Linked DNA regions of Mus musculus: regions 2 and 3 are each linked to region 1. The links are chromatin contacts, called in public Hi-C and promoter capture Hi-C maps. All regions are on one chromosome and are shown on one strand. Each heading gives the region's core, a stretch centred on a gene start, on an enhancer-like site or on the middle of the called end of the contact. The rest is flanking DNA. Distances are from core to core; before and after follow the strand shown.

Region 1 (4,848 bases), core at 1,136-3,635:
TTGGAAACCTCCTCCCCCTGCCTCTATGAGGGTGCTCCCCCCCCCCATTCCCATCCTCCTGCTCTGGTGTTCCCCTACACTGGGGCGTTGAACACCCTTAGGCCCGAGGGCCTCTCCTCCTACTGATGTCCTACAAGGCCATCTTCTGCCACATGGGTTGCCAGTGCTATGTGTATTCTTTGGTTGGTGTCCTGTCCCTGGGAGCTCTGGGGGGTCTAGCCTGTCAACACTGTTGCTCCTTCCATGGCTCAGTGGCTAAGAACACTGATTGCTCTTCCAGAGGTCCTGAGTTCAATTCCCAGCAACCACATGGTGGCTCACAGCCATCTGCAATCTGATGCCCTCTGAAGGCATGTCTGAAGACAGTGACAGTGTACTCACATACATTAAATAAATAAATAAATAAATAAATAAATAATAAAAATGCCACAACTTGCTTCTTGGTCCTGCTTTTTTTTTGCTGCAATAGAAACTCCGACTAAGGCAGACTGCTTGGCTATTTTTCTTCTCGTCTTGTCACAGAGTTGGGGCGGGCATCCCATGCTAAGTGTTCTTAGAGGACAAGTCAAGAGAAACGTGCTTAGAGGGAGGTTCTCTGTGAGCTAATACACATGACATAAGGCTACTTATCGAAATAATGTACACGAGAGGCGTGGGAAGAAGGCAGACTATACTTTGGCTCAGGATGGAAGGAGAGTGAGTGTGACAGACACCCCAGGACCCTCGAATGTCTGTCAGAACCACCATCAACTCGCACAGTCTATCCCTAAGTGTCTCCCCTCATTTCTCACTGAATACCTACATAATGATCTCAGGATCCTGAACATGCCGCCTGCCTCCACGCCTGGATCCCCTCACAGCCTGGTAGACCACACTCCTCTCAGCCATGCCCTGGTTTTAGCTCTGTTGCTGTCCCTGCCTCACAAAGGCACCAGGTCACCACTTACATGGCCACCCCACAGCACTTAGGCCATATTCTCACCTACTTTAGAGGTAACTGAATGTCCTTAAGTCACAAGAGCTTACGCACTGTACAGATGCAGTCATGTCAATGTTATCACTATTTGGAGACAACCCTCTCCTGGAGCCCTTGCACTGTCTGTGTGTGTTTAAGGAGCACATACATTTTGGGGCTTCCCATTTTTCTACATCTTTCCTCTGGAACTCAAAGCCAGCAACATTATTTCTTCCTACAAGTCCTCCCAGGGCTACTGGCCTCAGGGGTGGTAATTCCTTCCTCATTTTTAATCAGGTTGGCCAGCCCAGTCCTCTCTTTCTCCAGACTGATAAGCCCTGCCACGAGTGCATGCAGCTTTGCGTAAAGACACTGCCTTGAACAACAGCGAACATAATAAAAAATAGAAACGAACAATTGGATTAACACCCCAATAAGTAGCAGAGGATGAAAGCATGACCAGGACTTGAGGGAAGACGTCTGACATGACCAGACACGGATGCGTCCATGTTTCCTGGTAGTGCAGCGTAGAGGGACAACAGGAGGCTGCCAGACAGTACAATATTCCGGATATGAAGCCCAGTACAGCGTGCTTGCCCATTGGTGAATGCAGTCCGTCGTGGCTAGGCAGATAAGAGTGCAGCTTATATTCAGGCAAGTATGAAGGGCGCAAGAATAACTCTCAAAGCAGTATTGGCTGAGCACAAGGAGTAAAGGGATTTGATCGGGGAAGCATGCATATTAATGGGTTATAATGAGCAAAGCACACTCCAGGTTACCTGCCTTGCGGTTTTCGAGGAAGGGCCTCAAGGACACAAACAACTAGAAGGGAAGCTAGTGATCATTCAGAGGGGCAGCAGCCTCCCCCTCTCAGAATCTGCTCCTAAAAGTCCTGCGGAGCTTCAGACAGATGTTGACATACACCCTTTTCAGCAAGTTCAAACACCTGGTTTTTGTGCTCCTACAGGAAAGCAGCCCAGGAGCTTGGCCGAACTGAGCTTCCGAGGTTTGGGGGCGTGGGGCAGAAGACCTTATCTAATCTGTGTGTGGGGGGGGGGGAGGGGGGAGAGGGGCTGTGTGAACAAAAACCCTGGGGGCGTGGAGGCGTCAGCCTTTTTTTTTCCCTGCCTTCAGCAGGTGAGGAAGAGGTGGTCTTCCGTGACGTGTAACCTTGCCACCAAAGGCAGAGATAGGGCGACGCGGTTGGAGGCCTGGCGCTCAGCAATACAATCCACAACGTTACACGGAGCTCGCAGGAGGCGAAATAGAGAGGCTCTTACTAGCGGAGGGCGTGGCCTGGAACGGGGCGTGGCTCCAGGCAGGGCGTGGCCTGGAGCTCGGCAGGGCTTCAGCTACGGGGCGGGGCCCGGGGGCGGAACCGGGGGCGGGGCTTTAGCGCCCCGAGGCGCTGGCGGTGGTGGCGGAGAGGAACGGAGCGCAGGGGAGGAGACGGGCGGCTGTCCGCGCAGAGGGAGTGAGTCACCTGACCGCCGCTTGCCGCCTGCAGTCGGGCCGCGCCGCGTCTCGGCTCCGGTAAGTGGCTCGGGCGGTGCGCGGTGCCGTCCTTCCGTCCTTTCCGGGGGTCACCGGGGCTGGTGGCGGGCGGCCGCGCGGGCCTAGAAGGGGCGGCGGGCTGCGCGCTGTTTACGCGCTGCGCGGACTCTCTGGGCCGGCCGTGCCGGCGCCGCCCTGCACCGCGCTCCGCCGCGGGCCGCGTCCCGCTCCGCCTGCTGCGGGGGCAAGGCCGAGCGGGCCGGGGTTCCGGGACTACCGGGCGCTCCGCGCTTCCCTTTGTTGTTGCTTGGCGCACGTTTGTAATGTGGACTCGCACAGCATAGGCAGAGTGGGTCTCGATGTTAACGACACCAGCTTTTGTGTTCGTGTCCGGTAGGGCCAGGGCCAGCGCGTTTTCGATCTTCTCCGGGACTTTGGTGTCATTTAGTGGAATTGCGCCGATGGCTTTTATGTAGTGAGCTCTCTATGTTCAGCGTGCGCTGAGTCAAGGCAGACGTAGTAGTAATTCTGAAAGAACGCGTGTGGGAAAATCCTGCTCCCCAGACAGGCTTGGAAGAACAAAGACTTTTTTTTTTTTTTTCAGGATGCTGTTCTTTTTCCTTTTGGAGAATTGTAGAGTTGTGACTGCTAGCCTTGGAGGACGATGCCCCTGCTGGGTCTTTGTTTAGGCATTGAGCACTCCTCTCAGCTCACTGGGTTTGCAGGAAAGGCAGTTCAGAAAGATTAAAGGATGACCACTGTAGATTTTTGTTCGTGGCCGAGCTTTTGAGCTCTACAAATATTCAGAGAAATGGGAAGAGGTATGGGTTGGCCTATTCTTCCTGCTCTTGTGGTAGTGGTGCAAGCTCTGGGCTGGGCTTGAAGGCGCTTGCCACTTCTGGCTTTGGACATCGTAAGGGAGTCTAGAGGAAAAAAGGCTCCTGGTGAGTCATCTTGGAGTTGGGTAGCTTTGGAGGAGTGATCGCCTCTTGTTGTTTAACCGTCGGATCTGTCAAGTGGCTTCCCTTTGTTCGCTACGTTGGTTGGATAACAAGGTAGGGTGACTCTTTAAAAGAGTTTGTGTTGCTGAGTCATTCACCCCAGACTGAGAGGTAATTAGGAACAGCTGGTGCAGATACGCGCATCACATGCCTCCACTATAAAAGGCTGAGCTGCACACACGAGGGGTGGCTTCAGGAGGCCGGAGGGGGTCCAGCTGCGGGCTGTGTGTTTTGATCCAGGTAATCAGTGGCTGACGTGGTAGAGCGTGCTTAAGACGTGGCCAAGGAACACCGAGGTGGTGTTTAAACAGCAGCCTCGTGGCCTACTGCGGGAGACTCAATTTGTGCTGGAGGAAGCTGGATCTTTGAGATTTCAGATAGAAGTAAGGCAGTCAGCAGTATTATATCATTTCTTTCCCTTGCTGTCCTCGCTTTGCCTTTAGTATTTTGATGCAGAGTGGTGTATACATGCTTAAGTTATTCTTTATAATTTTTTTTTAAAATGAGGCCACAAAGGGGATTTCCTTTTAGGGCTTTTAGGTTTTCCTGCATAACTAGTTTCTGGGGTCAGGTGGTAAAGAATAGATAAGAGTCAGCGGGTCTTCTTGGGTCAAGGCTAAGAAGAGGGGTCTATGGATGTGTCTGTCTCTCTTGATTTTATGGATCTTGTGTAATTTCTTTTTGAAAAAAGAAAACACACACACACACACACACACACACAAACACACACACACACACCAGTCCTCGGTGCACTGTTTGGGAAAGGGAAAGTGTATGAAGAGAACTGGCTTCTTCTTCCCTTTGACTAAAAGAACGATGATTTTTAAAAACATGTATTTATTTTATTGTTTTGTGTTTGTATTTGTGCAGAGATCAGAGGACAGTTTGCATTTGTGGTTCTCTCCGTTAATCCTGTGGGTTCTGGGGCCTGGACCTCAGGCCGTCAAGCTTGGTGGCGAGTGCCTTTACCCTCTCAAGGGTTGCATGGGCCGCAAGAACGATACCAAATTATTATTGATGGTCATTCCTTTCAAACCTCTGTAGCAGGGGAGCGGTTGGTGTGCTGTTTTAGATTTAGGGTTATCAGTGTTGTCTCTTTCAGATGTTAGGAGATTTCAGGTAGATTACAGGATGCTTGATCTAACATGAAAATATCCACATCAGGAAGTTAAACGAGGAGGGTGACATCAATATTTGCATACTAGATAATGTGGTTATGCACACTTTATCCTTTTTTCTGTTGAGGAATATAAAATTTACTTTCCACTGCTATTGCCATCATTCCAAGTCTGCAACAGATTTCTGTGTGTGTTTAATTTCTGATCTTTTCCGAGAGCTGTAGTAATTTCAAAATATTCTTAGTATTTGACTTTCACTTCATATGTAGTTTTTATATTG
Region 2 (4,848 bases), core at 968-3,467, 54 kb before region 1:
TTTGTCCATGAGTCTGATAAAGTATCCAAGGTACTCTGAATATTCCCTTTATACACAAGGAAGTGGAATGAGCACACAATGGACTAGCTTGGTCCAGTCCACACACAGTAGGGCTATAGCTTGGTCTTGGGAAACTATTTCAGAAACCTGTGTTAACAGTCTTCCCAACTTCTCTATACTAACGAAGAAGACATACGTATTAAGACTGGAAAAGCCAATCCAGAGAACTTTCTAGAAGCTAGAAAAGACGTTCTAGAGAAACAAGGCCAGAGGGAATTGATCAAAGAAAGATGCATATCCTTTTCAATTTTATATAATATGAATATAAAAAGTTGCTTAGATTTTTACATTCATGATTTCTGTGGAGATAAAAGCCAGGAGACAGGAGGAAACTTTCAGAGTGATAGATTGACAGCATTAATCATGAAGAGAGTTTCATATTCACTTACTTATTTCCACACTCAGCAAATTGGATGGATATGCATTGTGTGGATTTTCTGTGTGTCAATCACACCTCAATAAAGTATTCTAAATGAGTAGGAGTCAGCCCATCAAAGTGCTGAAAGGAGTCTAGGAGAACGTAAAGGCCTGTTTTGTCAACAATCAGAAGTGTGAGTCCACTAGCTCTCTGTGGTAAGAATCCAGACTGAGATCATGGGTGCCTTGGGCTGCGAGGAGCTGGGAGAGTCTCACGGGCTCAATGGTTTGCACAGATTGGTTCTTCAGGCAATGTGGTTCAAAAAGGCTCAGAGGGGAGTTGGGGTGGGGGTTTGTTTTGTTTAAGTATGTATTTCTGAGTCCACAGTGAGTAGCTATTTATTAATAACTTGCAAAGCCTTTTCTTACTATCTGGCTGTGTGGGGAGAGTAACAGCTTCATCCGTCAAAATATGTCAGTATTTAAGAGGTCAGTGTGGAAGCCATTTCAGAGTTGCATCTAGACCTTGGTGTTGCCTCTGCCTTCTATTTTTCCCCCTTCGCTGTTGATGATGGTGCAAAAGGGCTGAGAGGGTGAACGGCATTTGCCTTGTCTCTTTGGAACAGGAGACTACCAGGCAGTTAGAGTTATAACCTTTTACTCTGTAATCTAGGAGGGGAAAAAAACCTACCAATGTTCTAGTCAGATGGATACCAAATCATATGGCCCACATGCAGACCCCTCGTGACTGGCCAGAGAGTAAGAACTATTAGAGATTGTGGTGGCACAGTCTACAATCCCAGCACTCAGGTGACAAGGACAGGAGGATCATAAGTTTGAAGCCATCTTGGGCAACATAGCGAAAATACATCTCTTAAAATTGGCAAGGGGCGGGGAGCGTCCCAGAACAAACAAGCGTTCATCTATTTGCCCAGCCATCCTGTCTCTCCCACTGAGTCTGGCTGGTTCTCACAGTGGCAGCGCTGTGCTGTGAGGCGCTTGCTCAGCCATTCCTGCGTTGCTAGTATGAGCTCACCTCTCATCTACCTCATTAGTGGGAACTCGTGGGAGGTTGATAACCTCCTCTGGGCCTCGGAGAGGGTGAAAGGGTCTCGAACAAACTCAAACTGGAAAAAAAAAATGGGTGTTAAATTTTGGAGCAGTGGAGGTCTCTTTCTTAGGATCATTAAAAATGTACTGAAGAGAGATAAGCAATGTTGCTAAATATACCGAGCACGCTCGGGGCTGGGATCTGTGGGACTTTGTGCAGCTGGACAAACAGAATGACTATTTCTGTGGGCCTGGCTGTGTGGTACTTTGGGTCTGATGATGCCCTTACTATTTAAAGACTTCTGCAGGGTTATTCTAGCCAAAGTCCAGAATAGATGTTTCTCCTCGAGTGAAAATTATTTTTAAACATTTGAGTGGATTTGGAGTAAAATTTATCAATCATGAAAGAGTTATCTTTGCAGTGGCTTTAGAGGCTCCAAGAGCCAGGCTGACATCTGAGCAAAATGGCCATGATTGATAGAGCTACATGACATGTTGGTTTTCTGATCCTTAGAGAGAGAGAGAGAGAGAGAGAGAAAGAGAGAGAGAGAGAAAGAGAGAGAGAGAGAGAGAGAGAGGGAGAGAGAGAGAGAGAGAGAGAGAGAGAGAGAGAGACTATGTTCTTATGTGTGCTTAAGAGTAGGCATATGTGTGGCCTGGTGCAGGTGTGGAGGTCTGAGGCTAACCTTGGATTCTGGTCCCTACCTTCTGTCTTGTTTGAGACAGAATCTCCTGCTCACTAGTGTGTACCCGTGTACCCCAGGCTAGCTAGCACACTTGCTTTCAGGGGTTCTCCTGTCTCAGGCTCTGACCTCACCATAGGAACACCAGGGTTCCAGCACACATCAGCTCCATGTGAGTTCCAGGGGGGTTTGAATTCAGCTCCTTATATTTGTTGCGGTAAATGCTTTATCCTCCAAGCTTGTCGGCTGTCCCTTCCTTTTTTGAATTAACCATTTCTGTTTAATGACAGTGAAATGAAAAGAAAACAGATGGTTGTTAAGATGAGACTGCTGGCAAGGTATCCTGTAGATTATTTGAGGAAAAATGATGTTTTCCCTTTTTTTGGCCTAAGCCCTTATACTTAGATCAGTGTTCAGATGCACATTAGATATCGAGAAGCTTATTAAAACAAACTGGTTAATATTTAGTTGACATTTGACAACGCTCTGAAAGTTGTCTGTCCTATAGAGCAGGAGGACGTTTTTTTAATGCTGAAAATAAAACAGACTGAAGGGTGCTGTCAGCAAATGTTTGATCAGGAATAAATCTGCTTTGTGAAAGACACCCGAGTTGCTTGCCACCTCCTGGCGCTGTCTTGTGCTGCCTGTCACTTTCCTCGGAGAGCGGGGCAGTCCTCCTTGACTGTGTCTGTGTTCTGGAGGAACACCCCACCCTTGAGAGCAGATGTTCTCTTTTCTGTCTATGGCAGAAAACTTGGGCTGTGAATGCTCCCCCCCCCTCCCCAGGATCCTCAGACCAAGGATTTTCTTACCCAAGACTCTCTGTGCGGAGGGTGTCAGTGGTTGTAATTCTTTTAGCTCATAGGATGTCTGTCAATGACCTAGAAGGGAATCAAACCCAGGGCTTCCGGTGTGTGCTGCATGAGCATTCTGCAAATGAACTCCATCCATAGCTCCATCCCCAAACCCTTCCCCTTCCTGGCACTACAGCCTTAGCGAACTGTAACTGGCAGGCCCACTGTGTGGTCTGCTGTCTGTTTAGGTAAGCGAAGCTCTGTACATATTGTTTTATTTTACATTTCTTCTGCCCACTTGATCAAGCGCTGTCTGCTCCTGCTGGGAAGCTAACTCAGTGAAACTGAGAAGTCTTGAAAGGTGCTAAGAACCTGGGCTTTGTAAATAGATTTGAACACTGTGGGGTCAGCCATGCTCTCTTGTAATCAGGCAAGGTCTTTTTGCTTTTGACTTATACTGGTGAAGTTAAATAGCCTTGACAGACACCAGATGGCCCTTAAGCTTACAATATTGATTGCCAGGCTGTCTGCAGAAGCGTGCTGAGCCTTGTTTGATATCATTACTTTGTATACCATCAAGGTTTACCTCACTTTTGCTTTGAAACTTAATCCCCGTGTTCTGTCTCGTTATATTTCAGTGCTGGCCACTAAATCTCTTCCCTACCACTTCACCCTTATTTATATTCAGGGGTGAATCTTGAATACAAATTTACTCTGCTCTATCTTGGATGGCTGTTACAGAACACATGGATCATTAAAAAAACCACATGGATCATTGTCTAACCAAAGTGTGTGAGCTATGTACATAATCAAAAACCTCATGTAGTCACATAAACATAATCTTTGGAAATAGGTCATATTAATTTAATCTGATTTAAATCCATTTAATATCCCAACACGGAATCAACATAAACTTTTATTGAGCTCTCCACTTTCGCTTTTACTTTCTGGAATGTGCATATACACGCTTGTGTAGGTGCACACATGAGGGTGTGTGAGCAAGCTTGTATGTGTGTGGGCGTGCACAGAGGCCAGAGCCAGGCAAACACTTGCCTACTGAGCCAGCCCCCAACGCAGTACAGTGTTTGTTATAGTAACCATTTGGTTTATTTTATCAGGCTTATGCAGTTGCTATATTGCTCTATTACTCAAAGCTGTTCTGAAAATTTTCCTCTTTCTTATTTACCTTCCTCCCGCTCCTCCCGCCCCCCTGGCTAGCTTGTCTAAGATTTATATAGTAGTCGCTTTTCCTACTTTTCCACAATTTCTATTTACTGTTTATTATGCTTATTCTTTTTTTTTTTTTTTTTTTTTTTTTTTTTTTTTTTTTTTGGTTTTTGGTTTTTGAAGACAGGGTTTCTCTGTGTAGCCCTGGATGTCTTGGAACTCACTTTGTAGACCAGGCTGGCCTCGAACTCAGAAATCTGCCTACCTCTGCCTCCCGAGTGCTGGGATTAAAGGCGTGCGCCACCACACCCGGCTCAATTACGCTTACTCTTAAGTCTTGTGGGCTATCATTGGTCGCCATGGTTTTTGATTTTCCAGCCAGCAGTGGCTTTCTGTTTGTTTCTGTGGGCTGTTTTCAAGACAGGGTCTCCTATAGCCCTTGATGAACTCAAACCATGTACGGAGCAAAAGGTGACCTTGAATCCCCCAGTCTCCTGGTCCTACTTTCCCAGTGCTGAACCTGCAGGTGTGAAAAGCCTTTCTACCCAGTCTTTGCTTTCTTGTTTTGTTTTTCTTGTGTGTGTGGCACATGCATGTGTGTGCACCTGTGTGTGTGGATGCCCATGCCTGTTTGTGTGTGAGCGAGACAGACACTTTCCATTTGTTTATTTGAGAGAGCCTCTTGTTGGGCATGGAGTTTGGTGATAGATGGATCCAGCTGAGTGGCGAATGCTCAG
Region 3 (4,848 bases), core at 790-3,289, 52 kb after region 1:
CATATATATACACATACACACACGCATACACACACACACACACATATATATTCCTTCCACGCACACTCATTTCATTTATATATATACACACACACAGAGAACACACACCACTCCTTCCTTTTGTGAAAAGTTGAAAATTATTTTTATTCTTCTTGCAATGTGTTCTTTTTGAGATAGAAGGCGCTCACTATCCCTCAGAAAACTTATTCTCCAGTGAGTCCTTTGTTCACACAATGGCAAACTCCCTACCTAGAATTAGGAAGCTTATCCACACACAGCTAAAACATCTTTGAATAAAGCCACCTAGGGCTGAGAGCGCTGTGTGAAGAATTACTCATCTGTACTGCTATGGGGGGGGGGGGGGCATTGCCTCTGGGTAAGAACGTGGTGGGTTTTTAGAAGGACGGTGGAGGGTACTGTGGCTGCCGGTGACGTATGGCCAGGACTGGGCTAGAGAGAACCATGGAGCTAAAGGCAGTAAAGAGGCATGGACACAAGTCCAGGGGCAGAAATTGCTAGATCCAGTGCTGTAGTTTTTCTTGTTCTCCACTGTAATTCTCTCTGTTTTAAGCAAGTCCTCAGTGAACTGTGTTTATGTGATCATCCATGTATTTCCTGTAGTTTTGAGAATAAGGGGAGAGGCCTCTTGTTCTTAGGTAAGATCAGAACTTGGATTGCATAGACTGGTGGTGGTAAGAATGACTCGGGGAGACGTGAGGAGGCAGTCACTGAAGCAGTGGCTCCAAATGAGAACGACGTATGGTGTGGTAGACAGTGTTTGAATTTACCGAGTATTTCATTCACGCCTGCTAAACCCAGGAAAGGTCATGTCTCAGGGTTTTATTGCTGTGAAGAGACACCATGACCATGGCAACTCTTTTTTTTTTTTCATTTTTTAATTAGATATTTTCTTCATTTACATTTCAAATGCTATTCCGAAAGTCCCCTATACCCTTCCCTGCCCTGCTCCCCAACCCACCCACTCCCACTTCCTGGCCCTGGCATTCCCCTGAACTGGGGCATATGATCTTCACAAGACCAAGAGCCTCTCCTCCCATTGATGGCCGACTAGGCCATCCTCTGCTACATATGCAACCAGAGACACAGTTCTGTGTGTGTGTGTGTGTGTGTGGGGGGGTACTGGTTAGTTCATATTGTTGATCCTCGTATAGAGTTGCAGACCCCTTCAGCTCCTTGGGTACTTTCTCTAGCTCCTTCATTAGGGGCCCTGTGTTCCATCCAATAGATGACTGTGAGCATCCACTGCTATATTTGCCAGGCACTGGCATAGCCTCACCAGAGATAGCTATACCAGGGTCCTGTCAGCAAAATCTTGCTAGCCTATGCAATAGTGTCTGGGTTGACCACGGCAATTCTTATAAAGGCAAACATTTCATTGGGGCTGGCATACAGCTTCAGAGGGGTGGCCCATTATCATCATGGCAGGAAACACAGCAGCACTCAGGTAGACATGGTGCTGGAGGAGCTGAGAGTTCTACATCTTGATCTCTAGGCAGCAGGAGGGAACTGGAGTTCCATACTGGGCAGAGCTTGGGCATATAAAAGACCTCAAAGGCTCACCTCTAGAGTGACAACTTACTCTAATAAGGCCACACCTCCTGGTAGTGCCACTCTCCATGGGGCTCAAATCTATTCAAATCATCACGGGCCATTTGCTGAAAAGTGGGTGGATAATGAAATACAGGCAGGAAAACCCCTGGGCAGATGCACCAAGAAGCACTACATAGCACTCTCTGTCCTCTTTCTCGCCTGTACAAGCCGGAGCTATCTTCGCTTGGCATGTGGTGTGGATATGAAGGGTTAGCTTTACGCATCATGCGGATTTTCTCAGGCACTGGCCACATCACCAGCTGTGCTGTGTCTCTGTGTGTGTCTGTGAGGACACTTATGGATAACCTTAGCACTGGGATGAGCGACTCAGTACCCTCGACTGCCATCTCTCACTAAGTGGGTCTCACCCGGTCAATCCACCGAGGTTCTGAAAAGAACAGGAAGCAGAGAACGCACCCACTTCCGGTTGCCTTTGCTCTCAGACACGCCCTGGGTTCTCAGGCCTTCGGATTCGCATGCACCTAGTTTTGCTGGGTCTTCTGCTTGCGTATGGCAGATGGCAGAACTTCTCAGTTACCGTAGACCAGTGAGCTGTTTGCTCAGAATCTCCGTGCTGATGACTGATAAGGCCTTCCAGCTCTTCCCCTAGAACACCTCAAGAAGCGAATAAGCCTGTGCAGTTGTGAACAATTGAGAGCTGGGGCCATTTATTATTGTGGTATAGTTTGACGTGTCTTGATTTATACCATAGCATTTCCCAAGATACAAAGACGTAGAACACAGAAAAGCTGAACCCTTTATTGAGTGAGACCCAGGAGGGGAGTTCTGTAGATCTGCCGATCCTGTGGGTGGTTAGGCTTGAACTTGCACTTGGGGGTTTCATGCTGATGCCAAATAGGGCATTTATACTCTTCTGAAATGCCACTTCTGCCATATAAACATTTGTTTGCTCACTCAACAGCCCAACACTCACCTTTCACCTCCTAATTATTCAAACCATCATACTCAGAGACTCTAATGACAGCCGCCATGGGTACATAAACACCAGTGTAGAAAGCATGTATCTGATGAGCTCAGGCTTGCTTTATACGTGATTATCAAAAACTATCATTGAGAGAAGAACTGTACTCTTGGAAAGTCCTGAAAACCCCTGTCTTAGCCACTCTCCCAATTTTTACAACAGGAAGCTAATCTGCATATTATATTTTAAAAAGATTTTTAAAAGATTTGACCATTGAAGATGCATTTAAAACAATCCTCCTAGTTCCACGAGGGCAGCCACCCAGATCAATTAGAAAGGCCTCAATACTTTACAGCAGCCCGGGCATTGATGGGCATGAGTTACAGACAGAGGACTCAGCATTTGTTGCAGGGAGTTGGGAGGTCAGCCCAAAGAAGCTGTGCTTGAAAAGCAGCCTCCATAAATACTCTGTCTGTCCCTGTTCTGCCTCTCAGTAAAAGCAAGTAGAGAAACCAGAGCGTTACCCAGATAACTAGAGAGAAACAAGATTGGTGTTCGTGGCAGGTAACGAGGAGAAGTTCCTCTAGATTTTCCAGGTTTCTATTCTTTGCCTCCTGGGGTCAGCAAGAATCTGATCTGGCTCACAGAAGCCGCTTCAGACAAGGCCAAGGCTCCCAGGGGCTGCATAATGCTTCTTAGGAATTCCCCGACTCCTCGATCCGGATTTTGAAACAGCTCTGTCAGATCTCGCGGCCACGCTGTTCCCACGGGTTCATGGCAAAACCCCAATACTGCGACTGCTGTGAAATTGTTAAGCTGTTTGTGAAACCTCAGAAAGCAATGTCTCGGGCAGCTCCTACTTACGATGCTGGTGTAAGAGGACAGGGCTCTTACAGGGTGGGCAAAGGAGACCAACTGTGGCTGAGACAGGGCAGAAGATGCTGTGTGTCTGTTTCTGTAGGAGATACTTGCAGCATCCTGTGTAACACATTCCCGCAAGGCAGAACCCCTCACCGACTACCACTGCAGATGAGAACAGGAAGATTCACTAATCACACGAGGCAGGTCAAGGACCCAGGCGTGGTGGCGCACGTCTTTAATCTCAGCGCTCGGAAGGCAGAGGCAGGTGGATTTCTGAGTTCAAGGCCAGCCTGGTCTACAAAGTGAGTTCCAGGACAGCCAGGGCTATACAGAAAAACCCTGTCTCGGAAAACAAACAAACAAAATCAAAAAACAAAAAAACACAAAAGGACCCTTAAACGTGGAGGGAACCACATGACAGGGCGGTGAGCTGTGCCCTGTGTTAGATGAGATAAGAGTCCTCAGGACAGTCCCACTCACCTCAACTCTAGTGGCAGATCGGGCAGCTGGATCAGCACTGGAGTCAAAGCCCCCGTCACTCAGTAAGACCTGGATGGCCGTGGCTGGTCTGCTTGCTGTCTTGAGACGTAACTTGTTAAAAACCGACCGTAGCAGGGGTGAAAGGAGGAGAGGCTGAGAAGAGGGAACAGCCGGAGGAGGCTCAGCACAGGCAAGGAAGCACCTGGTTGGCCAACGGCCTCCTCAACCAAGAAGAACCCTGGAGTCGTTCTGCGCCTGCATTCATTGGGAGCCTCAGACTCTGGAACTACCAGTGTGCCACTATGGGGCCCAAGAGCTCAAGTTCTCATGCTGGACTTGGCTCCTATAACACGACCCACTTTGCCATCACCCCTCCAGCAGGATGATTGACACTCATCAAGTCTTGGAAGTAAAAAGATCAATCCCCTGCCCCCATACCAAGCTCAGTTATCTTGCTGTTTTTCGCGTTCCCAGTCCGTGTGGAAAAGGCTCCCCTTTAGTTACCCTAAGAGAAGAGGATCTGGGGAGTCTGCCTAGCCCACAGACTGCACAGGAAGTGTGGGCAGCAGAGGGACCCGGCGTGCAACGCAGAAACGTAAGTGAAGCCAGTTGTGGACATCAACTGCTCCAGACTCAACACTAGCAAAGTGACCTAGCAAAGGAAACAAGACTTGACGTGTGCCTGTGGGCATTTCCGGAGATGTAGCTCACAATGATCTGGATCACCAGTTTCCGGAGATCCAATTCCTTCCCTCTTCTGACCTCCTGACCTCTGTGAGCACAGGGCACATGTACTACATAGACATACGTGAAGGTTCAACATTCACACACACACACACTTACATAAATCTAAAAGTAATTTTAAAAAAATAGCTAGATTATCTAAAGAATTGCAAAAAGTAAGCAACAAAACCATCAGTAAATGGACCAACCAATCCATTTAGTAAACGGTTCTCAAAGAGTTACACATGGCC

The links. Promoter capture Hi-C pulls out the DNA fragments that hold promoters and counts their contacts. Hi-C and Micro-C count contacts between places; a contact is called where the count stands out from the background.
Region 2: a contact with region 1 is called in a promoter capture Hi-C map of hippocampal neurons, with 2.4 times the contacts expected there. The contact joins the enhancer-like site here to the promoter of Bach1 in region 1. A contact is called at or near these places in 12 of 39 promoter capture datasets (the C10 cell line, the HPC-7 cell line, HPC-7-derived erythroid cells and 8 more), 3 of 15 datasets of contacts at CTCF or cohesin (the NIH/3T3 cell line, large pre-B cells and pro-B cells), 40 of 484 Hi-C or Micro-C datasets (8-cell embryo, B cells, the C10 cell line and 25 more), 15 of 115 datasets of contacts at active chromatin or transcription factors (CD8 T cells, the HPC-7 cell line, the SCID.adh cell line and 8 more) and 3 of 9 other capture datasets (adipose tissue, bone marrow-derived macrophages and liver).
Region 3: a Hi-C map of CD8 T cells shows a contact between it and region 1, with 1.6 times the contacts expected there. The contact joins the enhancer-like site here to the promoter of Bach1 in region 1. A contact is called at or near these places in 6 of 39 promoter capture datasets (the HPC-7 cell line, embryonic stem cells, erythroid cells and 2 more), 3 of 15 datasets of contacts at CTCF or cohesin (CD8 T cells, the G1E-ER4 cell line and thymocytes), 17 of 484 Hi-C or Micro-C datasets (CD4 T cells, CD8 T cells, ECoMG-derived neutrophils and 9 more), 12 of 115 datasets of contacts at active chromatin or transcription factors (CD8 T cells, the HPC-7 cell line, the SCID.adh cell line and 8 more) and 2 of 9 other capture datasets (adipose tissue and liver).

What each region holds. Positions count from the first base shown.
Region 1 is chr16:87,696,569-87,701,416 of GRCm38.p6, forward strand. It overlaps Bach1 (BTB and CNC homology 1, basic leucine zipper transcription factor 1), which reads left to right and starts at 2,386. Exons shown (of 5, transcript NM_007520.2): 1 at 2,386-2,488.
Region 2 is chr16:87,642,899-87,647,746 of GRCm38.p6, forward strand. No RefSeq gene overlaps it. Among named protein-coding and RNA genes, the nearest start is that of Gm22808, 24 kb to the left of the region's middle. Within about 2 kb of position 2,218, at least 32 of the 459 cell types and tissues checked have an H3K27ac peak or open chromatin away from gene starts, as enhancers often do. A contact at or near this core is called in 8-cell embryo and hippocampal neurons, where this site is marked.
Region 3 is chr16:87,749,397-87,754,244 of GRCm38.p6, forward strand. The region is part of intron 1 of Gm32925 (a long non-coding RNA gene); the gene reads left to right. Among named protein-coding and RNA genes, the nearest start is that of Gm32925, 13 kb to the left of the region's middle. Within about 2 kb of position 2,040, at least 11 of the 459 cell types and tissues checked have an H3K27ac peak or open chromatin away from gene starts, as enhancers often do. A contact at or near this core is called in CD8 T cells, double positive thymocytes and muscle stem cells, where this site is marked.